2 separate regions of the Rattus norvegicus genome follow, and region 2 is linked to region 1. The links are chromatin contacts, called in public Hi-C maps. All regions are on one chromosome and are shown on one strand. The core of a region is the stretch at or near the end of the contact, and the rest is flanking DNA. Distances in the headings are between cores, read along the strand shown.

Region 1 (7,836 bases), core at 3,849-6,348:
ACGGATCTTAGGTGTTTCTCAATCACCTACAACTCCCGCTCCAGGAAACCCGGCACCCCTCCTCCTCACCTGCTCTCCGGTGTACACATCTACACAAACACAAATACACATAATTAAAAATGAAGTTTAAAAACAGACACAATCAGAGAATTTAAGATTGAAGAATTTAGATTTGAATATACAGGCAATGGGAACTAAAGGGTTTTTTAAATAGGGAACAGTACACAGGATGAACTGAAGAGAATGTGAAGACAGATTGGAAGCCAAGAAAGCAAGAGTATTACAGCAGTCTCCAAGTGAATGTAATCAACGTCCATCATACACACGCTTGAATACATCATCACAGTTAAACCAGTGTCCTATGTGACTAAGACACGACAACAAAATCATTTTCACACGGGTAATAAAGAACCATGGAGACTAGGAATGAAAAGGGGAGGGGCTGAAGAGCAGTAGACACATACAACAGTCAGGAACTGACTGAATACACATGAAAAGGGAGGCGAGGTGCCGGGGAAGTCTAAGGCAAGACCTATGTGTGTTAGGTGCTGCAGAAAGGAGGAACTGGTCGGCTCATTTATCCTGACGTCCTTCAGAGAACCCACAAGACAACACTTGATCCACAATACTAGAAATGCCAGCATGAACAGGATCCCAGAACAGAGGTAGACTCAGTTGTCATCCATGAGATGTTGGCTGCTAAGTAGAAAATCAGCGAGAGGATACTACCGTGTGCCAGGCACTTTCACAGACATCTTTTTACGAAGGACTCCAGTGGAGCTCAGAGAATGAAGAATTTTGTTCAGGAATGTAGCTAACAAGCAGGAAATGCCAGGACTCAGGTGACTGGTTCAGTCTTTCTTGCATTCACGTTGCTTTTCTAGTGTGCTCATAACAATTATTAATGCCCACTATTCTCTTTTCAGGTTCTCTTCAACTGTACACACCACTTTGTGCTTCACAGATTGACTATGGGACCTAGAACGGCACACACCTGTGACTCCACCACTGAGGAAGCAGAAGCCTAAAACGGAGAATTCAAGATCACCCTGAAAAGATCACTGAGGAAAACAGCACCAACAACAACAACAAAAAAATGTACTAGGTCCAGTGGGGAAGGTCTATTAGAGACAAGATTGGGGGCCTATGGTTATCCTTAGCCACATTTATATTGGAGGCTAGCCTAGGCTACATGAAACCCTGCCCCAGTAAACAGACTGAGAAAGACTTAAGTGAGGACATGAAATGAACCCAAAATTTTCGGCCTTACAAAGTGACCAACACCTTAACCTAGAAAAGCAAGAGCATAGCTAGGTATGGTGACACAGGCCTTTAATCCCAGCACTCAGGAGTCAGGGACAAGTAGATAGATCTGAGTTAGAGACCAGCCTGGTCTACAGAGCTAGTCACAGGAGGGCCAGGACTACACAGAGAAACCTTGTTGGGGGCAGGGAGGGAGGTAGGGGGAGAGAGAGATAGAGACAGAGACAGAGAGACAGAGAGAGAAGAATTCTTATTTATCTACTGGTCTGAGGAGTGCTATCTAAGCAAATAGCTTACATGTAAAGCTGTGTCTCAAAAGATCAACATCAATAGAAAATCAGGTTCTCAAATAGCTTCTCACTGAGCTCTTAAAGGAAATTCTAAGACTATTATGACAAAACCACAACCAAAACTGTTTAATTAAACGCCTATAAACAAACATAACCTTCTCCTTTTCCAGGCACTAATATTCCATCAAGGGCAAACTTCAATCACATTTTTTTTTAGATTTATTTATTTATCATATATAAGTACACTGTAGCTGTCTTCAAACACACCAGAAGAGGGCATCTGATCTCATTACAGATGGTTGTGAGCTACCATGTGGTTGCTGGGATTTGAACTCAGGACCTCTGGAAGAGCAGTCAGTGCTCTTAACCACTGAGCCATCTCTCCAGTCCTCAACCACATTTTAAACTGATTTTTGTTCATCCTTTTGTCCATCCACAGCTTCTCCATCACAATTACCCATCAGTCCACTGTCTGCTGGAAATTTCATAAATATTCAAGTCTGTGTGCCCATGCCAAAATTCAGTCACCAAAGTTAATTATGTCTAAAAAGAAAGTTCAAGCACCTCATCCACCGACTGAACAGAGTCCGTGGTACATAGGGCAGACTACAGAGCCGCGTAACTATCCAGAGCTCATGAAGACTATTTCCAGTGAAAACATTCAGACCTCACCTGAGCATCTGCTCCGCCCCAGCTTGCTGAAGAACAAGCAAACGGGACCCCACCCGATGCCTGCTGTCTAGGGCAGGCCATTATAGACCTATACAGTGCTTCTAGGACACCGAGGGGGAAGAGAACAGATTCCTGCTGAGAAAGAGGAAGCATGACTGCACAGTGGGCGGAAAGCTTCAAAGAAGACAGGTCTAAGGGTTGCTCTGGTTTTGGTTGGTTTTGAGACATGGTCTCACTATGAATCTCAATCACACTCTCAGCAATTCGGCCTCAGTGTGCTGACAGGCACGCTCCACTCACACCCCCGCGTTCCTCCGAAAGGGTTGAAGAAGAAGAAATTCAGCATCGTACCCTTGCACTAGGGCCTGTTAGCAGCAGGTTACAGTGAAACCTGAATGAGAAGGATAAGTGATAAAAAGAAGGAACAAGGGTTGGGGATTTAGCTCAGTGGTAGAGCGCTTGCCTAGCAAGCACAAGGCCCTGGGTTCGGTCCCCAGCTCCGAAAAAAAAAAAAAAAAGAAGGAACAAGGTAGGCAGAGAATGCCCACATAGGGATGTGCTATGTTCTGCTCTAGAGACAGAGGCCTACAGAGTCATCAGCTTGACTGCTAAGATCTGCAGTATCAGGCAAGTAACTTCTTTCTGATAAATAATTTTTTGGTCCAAAAAATAAATATATAGGAAATGGAACTGACCTGATAGGGAGCAAAATTCAAAGGAAAAAAATTTTTTTAAAAAACTAAGAAAGCTGGGGTTGGGGATTTAGCTCAGTGGTAGAGTGCTTGCCTAACAAGCACAAGACCCTGGGTTCGGTCCCCAGCTCTGAAAAAAAGAAAAGAAAAGAGAAGAAAAGAAAAGAAAAGAAAAGAAAAGCCTAAGAAAGCTGACCAACACACCTACGAAAGCACTTTTACCTACTAAAGACTAAGAAGAGGGGCAGGGAGACGGCTCCGAGGGTTACGGCACTGAGGCGAGGCCAGGCCTGACAGCCTCAGTTCTATCCTCAGGGGCAGAAGGTGGAAAGAGAGAAGCAACTCCCACCTTAGCTCTTTGACCTCCGCAGTTGAACCATGTGACCACACAAATGTCCACGTTTGCACACACACAATAAAGAGATATAATTAAAAGTAGAGGGGTCAGAAAGGCGGCTCAGAAAATAATGATAGCAGCTGGCCCCCAGGTCTGACAACCATCCCCACACTCACATGGTGGAGAGAAGAAACTCAGGGAATTTGTCTTCTGACCTCTCCATGTGAGGTCTGGGGCCGAGCGCCTCCCCTTTCTCCATGCAGATGAGTGATTTTAAAAAATTAAAGCGTAAAATAAGGGAAGCCTCTATGGCCTGTTTACTGCTTTTGCATTGTTAAGAGCCTTTTCCGCCCATTTAACAAAATTTTAAAGCCGTCTTTATTTTTTTAAGGGTATTTATTTACTAGGCTACTTCATGCTGTACACCAGTTTCGTTTGGGGGGCGGAGGGACGTGATTATAAGGAGCTTTCCAAATAAGCATCTTAATACCATTCACCTCCCAATGCTATCACGACCCACGGTGATTAAAAATAGCCTTTGTTAATTCTAAATTAACCTGAGCCCTCCCGTCCCTTAAGCTACCAGGGTAAACAGATAAGGGCTCAAAACTCATGCACTTTTAAGGAACCAAAAGGAAAAAGAAGAAAAAAATTGAAATGTCAAGATCGATCACTGCACCCTATTCTGTTTGTTGTGGTTGGCTGGTTTGGAGGGCTTGTTTCTATCAGGCTCACGCAGTAGCCAAGGCTGGTCTAGAACTCGCAGCGATGTTTCCGCAATATGGGCACGAGCCAACACTAGGCTATTTCACTTTAGTCTTAAGACAACACGTGCCTTAACGTTTCAACTGAACCTTCAACTCTAATGTTTCTTTAACGAGTCTCTTAGGCAACGTACTAAAGCATAACAAAGAAGGCATTTACCAATTTAATGCACTTGGGAGTCTGAATTACGGCTTAGGTGTATGTAACCTGAATTCTATTCATTTCCACTGCACACTCACACAACGTGCTGCTTTAATACTCTAGGAGTATACAAGGCTACTCCAGTACTTAGGGAACCAGCTCTCGGCCTTTAATAACATTAAAAAAAAAAAAAAAACTCGTCAAAAGATCATAAAACTTAAAAAAAAAAAACTCCAAATAGCGTGTAAGCCACTGCTCCCTATCAGAGCCAACTTGTGTGGTGCCATTTTCGTATAAAGTCGTATAAAAAACACCGCTGGGACACAGCGTGCCCCTGACGCCCAGACCCTGCCAAGTTTTCAGACCGCACGATCTGGGGACCTGAGTCCTGGCGCCCCACAACTTCGAGGGACGACGCGAGGTCCAAGTCCCCAGTCGCCGTTCCCGGTCCCGGCCCTCGGGGCGGCGTCCCGCGGACCGCCGCGGCGGGACGGAGGCGGTTCCAGCCCGAGCGCCTGCCCGGAGGGGAGCCGCCCGAGCGCCCCGTTTCCCACAGACCCCAACATGGCGTCGGCCGCCGCCGCCCGGGCCAACACCTCCCCGCGCCACGGCTGGCCCGGGCCCGCGGGGACAGGCGCCCGCAAAGTTTCGCTTCTCCCTCCCCAGCCCGCCGCCGCCCGGTGCGTCCCGACCTCCATGGTACCTACCCGCCCGGGTGCGGGCGGCGGCGCCAAGGGTGCGACTCCTCCTCCTCCTCGTCGCCGACTCGGGGCGCGGACTCTGCCTGCTCCTCGGCCCCAGCCTCGCAGGGTGCGTGGGGCCCCGCGAGGCCGGCGCGATTCGGACGCGGCGGGTGCACCGCTCGCAGGTGACTTCACCGCCCCTCCAGTCGAACCCGACAACGGCCGTCCGGGCTGGCTTCCCTCCTGCGCGCGCACTGGCGCGCCCCCGCCCAAGCGCCAAACACGGGCACGAGCACACCGGCCCTGCCCTTTCTTCCCGGTTCCCTCGCCCCGCCCATCGCCTTGCCCTGCCCCTCCATCCCCACGCGACCGCACGAGGGGCGGGGTCTTCAGCGGAGGCCACACCCACTGGGGGGCCTCCCCGGGGCCGGGTTGGGGAACGCGCTCTTCTGCACAGAGGTGACGCGCACAGAAACCGGCTGAGGCAATCCTGGGTCGCCAGACCTGACTTTCCTGACTCGGGCTAGCCTTCGGAAAGGGCTCTTAAGCAGTCCGCGAAGTTCTCTGGAAGAATGGGCGGAAGCTGCCTCCACGCCTCCCTAAGGAACAGGAAAGGCTTTGCATCTCGCCACCCAAACGCGTCTGCCAGCCCCGCCCGGCTCGGCCTTGCGCGGAGCACCTGCTGTCGCTTCTCCCGAGCCAGGGGTCTGCGCCCACCGCACTCTTGTCCCGCAGGCTTCTCTATAACCTCATGCCTAAGAGCTCTGCTCTTCTCAAAACTTCCCTGGCGCCTGGGCCTCGGCCAACTGCTTCGCGTACCTAGGACTCCGTGCTAAGATAACCGCTGGGTTAGATGAGCGTTTACTAGGCGCTGCGGAGAGCTAGCACAGGTATCTAGGCGAGTGGGGTGGCCAAAGCACACCATTTAAACAGGGGAGGGGTAGAAATTGAGTTAGAGTAAACTTTATTATTTCAGGGATTTTTTTTTTAACCTCTTGTTGAGCAGTTCTAAACCTGTGGATCACAGGGGTTCGCCTAAGGCCGTCGGAGAACAGATATTTACATTGTGATTCATAACAGCAAAATTATAGTTATGAAGTAGTAACACAAATAATTTTATGGTGGGGATCACCACAATACGAAGAGCTGTATTAAAGCATTAAGGTTGAGAGCCAGTTGTTGAATTAGTGGGTCCACCGACCTATTCTATCCACAAATGAAGGGGGGAGGTGATCCTGTTGGTTTTCCTCTTGCTCTTGTGCCTGGAATTCTTTAAGTTCTTCCCATCCTTCCCTATTTCGGTGTCTGTGTAACAAACATTGCCCTCCCTACCAAGACACTTATTTAGCTTTAAGTACAAAGATGCAACCAGACCGCCTACAACTCAAAGTCTCGGCTTTGCCACCAACTACGATACCCGTTTCCTTGGGGTAGTTACCCTTAGTTCTTTCGTGTGTAAAACTGGGATAATAAGAGTGCCTCAAGGAGTCATTAGATAATCAATATTTGTAACATGCCAAGCACAAGCTAAGTGCTATGTAAGAATGATGGAAAGTATTGAAACATGCATATTCTATGTGTACACCTATATGTCTACTACACTTTACCTCGTTATTAAATATTAAATAAGACATACCAAATAATGATGTAAATATATGGAGTATTACATTTTCTTCCTGCAGTCTGTGCATTCCTGTCTCTTCCTGGGGTGTGTGCGCCCCAGTTTGGAAGCCATTTATTTAGACTCATACTGGCAAAAGCCGCTACGCAGGTGTATTGATTAAAATTTAAATTTAAGATCTGGTTCCTGCCTGACGCTGATCACGTGACCACGAGACACTAGAGCTATAAAGCACTCCCACCATCTTGGAACGTTCTGTAACACAGCAAGCCAAAGTCACCTAAAGACAGTGGCCGTCCTGGTGCGGCCTGTCACTCCGGCAGCTGTTCAGACGGTAGGATCCGCCCCTCACCCTCATATCACAGCTGTAACATGAAGATTAAAGAAGATTAAAGAGACGGATGGGTGGAGGAAATAATAGTGTATGGAGTTTGGCAAAGGTCTAACACATAGAGAAGCTTTAAAAATAGCAGTGAATTTTGAGTCTTAATCAACTGAATTCTATAAGCCTGTAAGACCAAGTTGACTTGTTAATTGTCCTTCAATCAAAAGGGTTTTCTAGGGTGTCTGCTTTGGGGGTGAGAAGAGCTTGTGTGGTGGTTTGAATGTGCTTGGCCCAGGGAGTGGCACTACTAGGAGGTGTGGCCTTGTTGGAGGAAGTGCGTCACTGTGGGGGTGGGCTTTGAGACCCATCTCCTAGCCACTCAGAAGCCAGTCTTTTGTCTGCCGTTGTATCACGATCTAAAGCTTTCAGCTCCTCCTCCAGCCCCTTGTCATGGATGCTGCCGTGATGATAATGGACTGAGCCTCTGAACCTGTAAGCCAGCCCCAATTAAATGTTGTTCTGTATAAGAGTTGCCCTGGTCATGGTGTCTCTTCCCAGCAATGAAACCCTATCTAAGACAGTTCGGTTAACTGAAAACAGCCTTCAAAGGGAGATCACAAATTGCTAAACTTTTATGACTCCTTGGTTGTTTTGTTTTGTTTGTTTGTTTTTTATTCCTTTGCCCACAGCCTTTTTTCCCTCTCCCCTAGTCTTGACCATCACAGTGAAATGGCACTGCCACATCCACAAACTTGATAAGTCATTACCCTTTTTTCATCCCCTGAAATCCAAACTCCATTTCCAAAACATAGAAAGATCTGTGTTCAAAAAACTTCCTCTTTCACTGTGTGGTGGTGTTTGCTCATAAAGCACCTGGGAAAGAGGAGAATTGATAGCTCAAGGTCATCTTCAGCAGGACACATGGAGTTGGATGTCAGTTTGGGATACATGAGACCCTAACTCAGAAAACAGCAGCAATAAGGGCTGTGGAAATGGCTTAGTCAGTAAAGAGCTTGCTTGACAAGCATGAAGACTTGAGTTCAAACC
Region 2 (7,836 bases), core at 3,196-5,695, 150 kb after region 1:
CATTTTTATTTGAACCACCACACTTCTGTTCCAGGCTCTCTAGTACCGTTTGACTCATTCTGGAATAATGGGTATCACTAGAATTTTAAGTGACTGACATCTTTTTTTTTTTTTTTTTTTTTAAGATTTATTTGTTCATTTATTATATATAAGTACACTGCAGCTGTCTTCAGACACACCAGAAGAGGGCATCAGATCTCTTTACAGATGGTTGTGAGCCACCATGTGGTTGCTGGGAATTGAACTCATGACCTCTGGAAGAGCAGTCGGGTGCTCTTAACCGCTGAGCCATCTCTCCAGCCCAAGTGACTGACATCTTAAATGCAATCTAGAGCAACTTTGCGTTTTCCCTAGACAACTACCAACGGTTTGGCATGTAGTCAAAGCCCAGCTGACTGTCCCTGTTGGTACACAGATTGAAAATGATGGTGCAGACTTCACTTTGGGATTCTATAGTTGTACAGTATAGCTGACTGATTTATGTTGGAAGGGCTGTAGGGTCTTCCTTTGTGGCATGGGAGGAAAGAGTACTCTGTAGCAATCTCAGTGAGGCTGACAGGGTGACAGCCACCACCTAATTTTGTGAGCAGGAGGCAGGAGCATTACTTGTATCTGGACAATGGCATAAATGTGGCCCAGCCCTGTAAACCTTCAAACAAAACTTGAGGTTGAATTCCTTTTTGTTCTGGTAGATAAGGGAGTGTATTGAGTACCATGGAAAACAGACAAGGGTACTCTGACAGATGGGGAGAGAAAGTCGCCCACAGCAGGGGGTGGGGGGGGCAGCCGGGAACTGGGTACTATAGCAACACTTGGAGCATTAGCCTATGAATTACGGGATGTTGCATTCATGTTGTCTGGCCTGGCAAGGAATGGCCAGGTCTTTTGTCATCCAACAGAGAGAAGATTGTGTTGCTGGTGTGTGATTTGAGTTCAGCTGGTGCAGACGGCTCCATGCTGCGAAGGTGACCTTACTCCTGTGTCTTACTTCATGTAAGTTTGCAAACCAGAGTGTTTCAAGCTGGGAGGCAGAGACAATCCACCCTGGTGTCCTGGTGTGGGCAGTTGGTAGTGAAAGGTTTGGGGGTGGGTTTCTGTTGCTAGTAGGAATTTCAAAACAATTTTTAAAACGGAGGGTAACATTCCTTTTCTTATATCTGCTCCCCACACTTCCAGACAGTGTCAGTGATAAAATACTGCTTCCTCGTAGGGACAGACACATGAACTTTCCACAAACAACTATCAGCCCTGTTTCTTGGTACATCACAGGAATAGAACAAGTGCCGGGTGGTAAGCAAAAGTAAACGGTAAGCAAGCGATGGCTGAGATAGCAATGGCTTCCCTTTCCTTTTGTGGTTACTCTAGCACTGAGCTAACATACTTGGCCTGGTGAAAAAAATTAAAAAACCCTGTTAATCAGAAACAGGCATGTCTGTGATAGACAGGCCTGTTGCTGTTGGTGGTGGTAGGATTTCTGTTGTTGGCTTGGTTTGGTTGGTGTGTTGTTTGAGACGAGGTCTCTGGTAGGTCAGACAGACCTCAGCTTGGAAGATGACCTTGAACTTCTGGTCTTCCTGCCCCCACCTCACAAAGGCTAAAGATTACAGACATGTGCTCCTTACCACTCTCTTCTGGCTTTGTGGCTTTTCGTTCTGTACTTTGGTCATCTGTTGTTTTAGGTTCGGCCCTGAAAAACAAAAGCAAAACAGCAAACCTCCTGCATTCGTTGCCTTAAGGCACTTATTTGCTGGGTACAGTGGCACATGCCTGTGACCTCAGCCCTTGGGAGCCAGAGGCAGGAGGATCAGGAATTTAAGGACAGCTTGAACTACCCAGTGAGCTTTAAAAGAAAGGAAGGAAAAAAAGCAACCATTTATTTGCTCAGGACTCTGCCATGTTGGCAGGACTCGGTGGAGACAGCTTATCACATAGTGGGTCTGTCTGCTGGGGCTGAACTCCTTAACTTATCACATAGTGGGTCTGTCTGCTGAGGCTGAACTGCCTAGAGGGTCTTTTTCTCTCCTTCCTGTCTGGCTTGGATGGACTGTGCTCCAGGGCCTGGCACACAGCTCTTACCTTGTAGCCTCTTTACACAGCTGGCTTGAACTTCTTCCCAGCATGTCTGTCCTGTCTTCTGGTTGTCTTCTTCCAAACTACAGAGCAGAAACTGCCAGACTTTCTTAATGCTCAGAGTCCTAGAATATTATTACTAGTATAAGTCCTAGACTATTATTACTAGTATACTGTGTGGGTCAAAGCACTGATAGGGCTAGCCCAGACTCTAAGTGTGTATGTGTGGGGTACAGGATTATGTTTCATAATGGAGGCTTATGGAGGCTGTCTCTGGAAACATCATTTTTACCTCGGGTTTTCTGTCATAACAAGGTACTGCTTTCACACTTTGCCTTTAGGAATAACAAATTTATTAAGCTGCATGAGGTAAGTCTTTTTGATCAAAGCAACTAGACTTTTATAATTGTTAATAAATTTTACTTCTAAATGGGAAGATGACCTCTAGATGGATCCCCCCACCCCCACCCCCACCCCTAGGAGCACAATGGCCCTTAGATGGATTCTGAAAGAGAAACAAGAGATGGTGGGACTCCTAACATAGCAATAATATTTGACAGAAAATAACTTGATTTGCCAAAATCTAAAATCCAGACTGTACAGATAAACCCTTGAAGCATATACGGTCAAATGATCAATACATATTGACAATTCCCTGTCTCCTTCCAAGAGTTTTGGAGATCAAAGTCTATTTCTCCCCCTGGAAGGCTGGGTGTTTTTGTTTGGCTGGGTTTTTGTTCTTTGTTTTAAAGATTTATTTATTTATTATAAATAAGTACACTGTAGCTGTCTTCAGACACACCAGAAGAGGGCATCAGATCCCATTACAGATGGTTGTAGAGTCACCATGTGGTTGCTGGGAATTGAAGTCAGGACCTCTAGGAAGAACAATAGATGCTCTTAACCACTGAGCCATCTTTCCAGCCCAGAAGGCTGGGTGTTTTAAGTGTTTTTCCTGGCCTGGGATGGGTCCCCTTCTCCTAATTTGGGGTTGGTAAATTAAACAATGGGGGCTGATGGGCCCACAGCTTCAGGTGAACATGCCCAGGTCCAGCTTTGAACCTGGGCCAATCACCAGGAAGGGAAGGAAGCCCTGCTGACAGGAGAAAAAGCACACAAGGTCTTTGTCTCATGTCAATAGGATGAGGAAGAAGCCAGACATTTGCCTTCTAATCTATAACCTGTTTTTTTGTCTCCCCATCTGTGTAGCCTAGTTGTTCTCAACCTTCCTAATGCTGTAACCCTTTAATAACAGTTTTTCACGTTGTGGTGACCCCCAAATATGAAAAAATGTCTTTTTTACTGCTTCATAACTATAATTTGCTACTGTGAATTGTAAATATCTGTGTTTTCTGATGGTCTTAGGTGACACACAGGCTGAGAATTGATGGTCTATCCAAGACCTCGGAGTCTGTCTTGAGACTACTTGAGCTATACATCTCACCAAGGCCAGAAGATTACATCTCAGTCCCAGGGAACCCAGATTACTGCCAGGCACTAACATGACTCGTCACTCCTAGTTAATCCCCATATGTATTTACAGTAGAGCTTTGGCTTAGAAACCCTTTATAAGTGCAGTGTCTCATTTTCTCCTCACTATAAATAGCTGGTGAGTAGGTAGGTCTCATGAGAATGTTTACATTTTGTTAAAAAAGATCATAAGCTCTTTGGCTCCTATAACATCTTAGACGGATTCCCCTGGGAAGAAACAGAGCCAATTCTTCACTTTCCATAAGTTAAGGCCCTTTCAGCTTAGAGTGGTGGCCTCCTCTGCCTGAATTTTGTTTTCACAGGGCAGACTCTTGGAGGCAAGACCTGTGAGCTTTCAGTTTAAGTTCCTAAAGCTAGATTAGGCCCTGGCTTACTGTCTTACTAAGGGGTGGGGAATGAGTGGGACACAGGCATCCCATGTATTTGGGGCCCAGACTTCTTTTCAAGGAATGTCCAGCAGTGGGTTGCCTCCAGCATCATGACTATTGGCTTATTATCTCTACACTACTGGCCAGAGGAGCAACTGGTATCCTTAACCACCGCCTTGGCAACAGGGCGTTGAGTGCCTTGTACCCACACTCTGGGCTCCTCATTCAGCCGAAGCGGTTCCCGGGGTCGGGCTCTTCTCTTGGTCCTGCGGGCTCCCACCTCGGCCAGTCCGGGGCTCCTGTACTCTCCCCTCCTCCCGCTCGCCCCGAGTGTTCTCCGGCTCACGCTTTGTTGCCCGGGCTTGTTTCTGCCCCGGGCGCGCCGCCGGCCCAGTGCCAGGTCACGTGCGTTAGTGACAACCTCTCGCAGGGCGGCCCCGGGGGCCCCCGCACAGCGGATTGGTCGGCCTGGGACTGGCGCGGCTCGGGGCGGAGCCGGGAAGCCGATCAGCTGTTCCCAGAGCTGCACAACAACAAAAGGACCCGGACGGGCCGGCGGCCGCCAGGGCAGCGACCGCAGCGCAGGAGCCCGGCCCGCCGCAGCTACCTCAGCGCCCGCCGCGCCGCTCGGCTCACGTAAGTGCGGGCGACACGGGCGGGAGGGCGGCGGTTCGTTGCCTGCTCTCTGACTTTCCTACCCGGCCCTCTCCCTACCGTGACGTGCACGGCGACACCTAGAACCTGCGGGTGACGGGAAACCTGCTCCGTTACCCCGAGACCCGCCCCGACCCCTCCTGACCTCGCGCATCACCGAACCTGCACCTGTGGGAAGAGCACTTCCCGTGGCTTCCGTCCTCACCAGTTTGATCGCTGGCACTTAGGGTGTGCTAGACACTGCTGTGGGTTCTAAGTACTTATCTCAGACCGTCGCGACCGCCCTGTGAGGCCCCAACTTTGCTTATTTAAGCAGAGGAAACTTGGAGGCACAACGAAATTAATTTTAGGGCCACGCAGCTAATTAAAAGGAAGCAGTGTTTACTATCTGCAGCGGGATTTCACGTGCAATTCCTTCATTTTGCTTCTACTTTCACGGTATGTTTACTCCGTGTAAAAGTTCAGAGTAGATTAAGGGGGAATCCCTTTCCACCTGTAACTCCTAAAGACTAAGGCGTTCCTGGCTGAAAGAGCCCTTTCAGAATGCTGAGTAGTTTTGAGAGAGAGGAGTGACTCTTGGGTCTTTGGACAGACATCCTAACAAATGCCCCAAGATCTTGAAATCACATGCTTGGTGGTGATTGTAATACTTTTCATTGGCAGGTGTGAAAACACCAGGCAGCTTGCTCAGCCTCAGCCACTATAATTTTCAAAGTCCTTGCTGGGAAACTATGACCTACTAATTTTTGTAACCAGTTTCTCTAATTGTGGTGTTTTTTTTTTTTTTTTCATCTTGTCTTTTATTCTTTTCTGCTCCCTGGTGTATTTTTCTTGGGAATGACTGCTTTCAAAAGTTAGGGTTAACAAAACAGGGAATTACCAACCTAAATAACTGCTCTCTCTTCACTGTCTTCAGAACAGGATGTGGTAAGTCCATAGGGGAATAATCTCCTTGTAAATTAGCTTAATAGACAGAGGTGTAAGGAGCAACGATAACTTTCTTGGCTTGGTATTTTTGTAGTTGAAAATTGATTTTTAAATTACTTGAATCAAAGCCAAGGCTTGGTGGCTCAAGCCTGTAATTGCAGTACTGGAAAGGTGGCAGTGGGAGACTCAGGAGTTCAAGGCCAGCCCTTGTTTCTGACTAAAAGAACAAACCTTTGTATTAGCAACTGTGTTTTTCTGAACTGTAGGTTCTCTTCTTCCATTATGTAGGTTCCAGGGATCACACTCGGCCTTGCCACCAGACACAGTGACATGATGAGTTCTTTCTGGCCCACAAGTAATGGTTTAAAGGTTGCTTTTCAGTGATATGTTTAGCCAGCTAGTATTTCAAAACTGCATTCATCAAAGTTGTGGGTGCTTTTGTTGTTGTTTTTAATTTTAAAAATGTTTTTGGAGCCTCCTGCTGGCAGCCAAAACCACTGAGAAGTGCTAGTCTCTGAAGTTTTTAGAATCAGGCTGGAAGGAGCCTGAGGTCATGTGCAGGGAAAAGCAGGACACCAGACTGGAAGGATTCCTGCCCTACTGCTGCCCCAAGATACCAGCTCTCTTTGCTTTTTGGCAAGTTATTTTCATTTCATTCTGAGGCTCAGTTTCTTCATCACAGGACAGAGAAGTAAATATATCAACTGGCTATCACAAACCATAAGCATATTCATTCTCTCTCTCTCTCTCTCTCTCTCTCTCTCTCTCTCTCTCTCTCTCTCTCACACACACACACACACACACACACACACACACACACACACACCTGCCCTTTAAAGAAAAAAAATATAACTCCCACATGTGGTAGAAGGACCAAATTTCCAAGTTAAGTCCACACCATCTTTCCCTGGGTATGAATCTCAAACTGAGAAAAGTGCTGGCTGGTTAGTGGTGGCCCATGCTTTTAATCCCAGCACTAAAAAGGCAGGCAGATCTCTCAGTAGTTTGTGGGTAGTCTGGTCTTCAGAGTAAGTTCCAGGACAGCTAGAGCTACACAGAGAAACTGTCTCAAAACAAAAACAAAACAAAAAACTGAGAAAGGCATACCAAAAAGATCTTACAAATTACCTGCTCCACTGTAAATTCTAAAGGAGAATGCTTTACCCATAAGTAAACTCAGCTACTTTCTCTGTCCACAAAACATTTTTTAATTCATGTGATAAACAAGATAAAATGTTAAATTTTAAGTATGACTTTTTAAAAACCATGCCTATAAGGAAAAAAAAAAAAACCACACACACACAACAACAAAAAAGGGGGGGGGGCTGGAGAGATGGCTCAGCGGTTAAGAGCACTGGCTGCTCTTCCAGAGGTCCTGAGTTCAAATCCCAGCAACCACATGGTGGCTCACAGCCATCTGTAATGGGATCTGCTGCCCTCTTCTGGTGTCTGAAGTCAGCGACAATGTACCCACGTACATGAAAAAAAAAAAAAAAAAAAAAAAAAAAAAAAAAAAAAACCAAAGGAAAATAGGCCAGATGCTAACAATGATTGAATAAAGTGGTGGAAGAGAATTAATCCACCCTCATGTTCTCAACTTCTATGCTGTGGTTTTGTTCATCTTAGAGATTAAAAAAAAGATACCATTTATTTTTTGTAATGGAGGATTGAGATATTTTAAAGCAAGTAAGAAGTAATGGGTAATCTGACTTGATCAATACTTGGGCCCAGATAATTTGTTTCTATTTCCTACCTAGAGGCTTCCAAGGACCTAAGAACAACAGGCTGCTTCCTCCTGCTCCTCTTGCCTCATTGCTAAATTCCAAAGCTATTTTTGTCAGTCTGTCCTCTTGGGATTCATATTTTCTCTGAGCTTTCACTGTTTTCCTACTGCCCTAGAGTTGTATCAGTCAGTGACCATACAAGCCTGCTCCCCTCTTGGAGCTACCATCTCTAGGTGGGTGTCAAAAGGAATAGTAACTGTTATGAAGGGACTTTTCATATGGAAGGACAGGGTGTTAAAAGTTTAGGAAGAGTTTTTAAAGGTATTTAATTGTTACCCCCCACACACATGTACAGGAAGACCAGACAGATGAGGGAGCACGCAGGTCGGTACTTGCAGAGGCCAGAAGAGGGCGTGGTGTCCTTTGGAGCTAGAGTTACAGGCAGTTGTGAGCCACCTGTGGGTGATGGGCAGCAAAACTTTTGTAGGGAAGCAAACACTCTTAACAGCTTACCTATCTCTTCAGCTCCTAGGAATTTTTTTTTAAAAACACAACAGCAATGTTCTATGTGGATCCTTAAATTTTTAGTACCTGTGTTAACT

What was found. A called contact is a pair of places that touch in the nucleus more often than the background predicts.
Region 2: a Hi-C map of liver shows a contact between it and region 1, with 2.0 times the contacts expected there. The contact joins the promoter of Tp53inp1 here to the promoter of Plekhf2 in region 1. A contact is called at or near these places in 3 of 12 Hi-C or Micro-C datasets (the A7r5 cell line, liver and psoas muscle).

What each region holds. Positions count from the first base shown.
Region 1 is chr5:28,898,625-28,906,460 of GRCr8, forward strand. It overlaps Plekhf2 (pleckstrin homology and FYVE domain containing 2), which reads right to left and starts at 5,099. Exons shown (of 2, transcript NM_001108655.1): 1 at 4,868-5,099. It overlaps LOC108350932 (a long non-coding RNA gene), which reads left to right and starts at 6,864. Exons shown (of 5, transcript XR_010066493.1): 1 at 6,864-7,281.
Region 2 is chr5:29,046,822-29,054,657 of GRCr8, forward strand. Tp53inp1 (tumor protein p53 inducible nuclear protein 1) reads left to right here and starts at 4,446. Exons shown (of 4, transcript NM_181084.4): 1 at 4,446-4,565.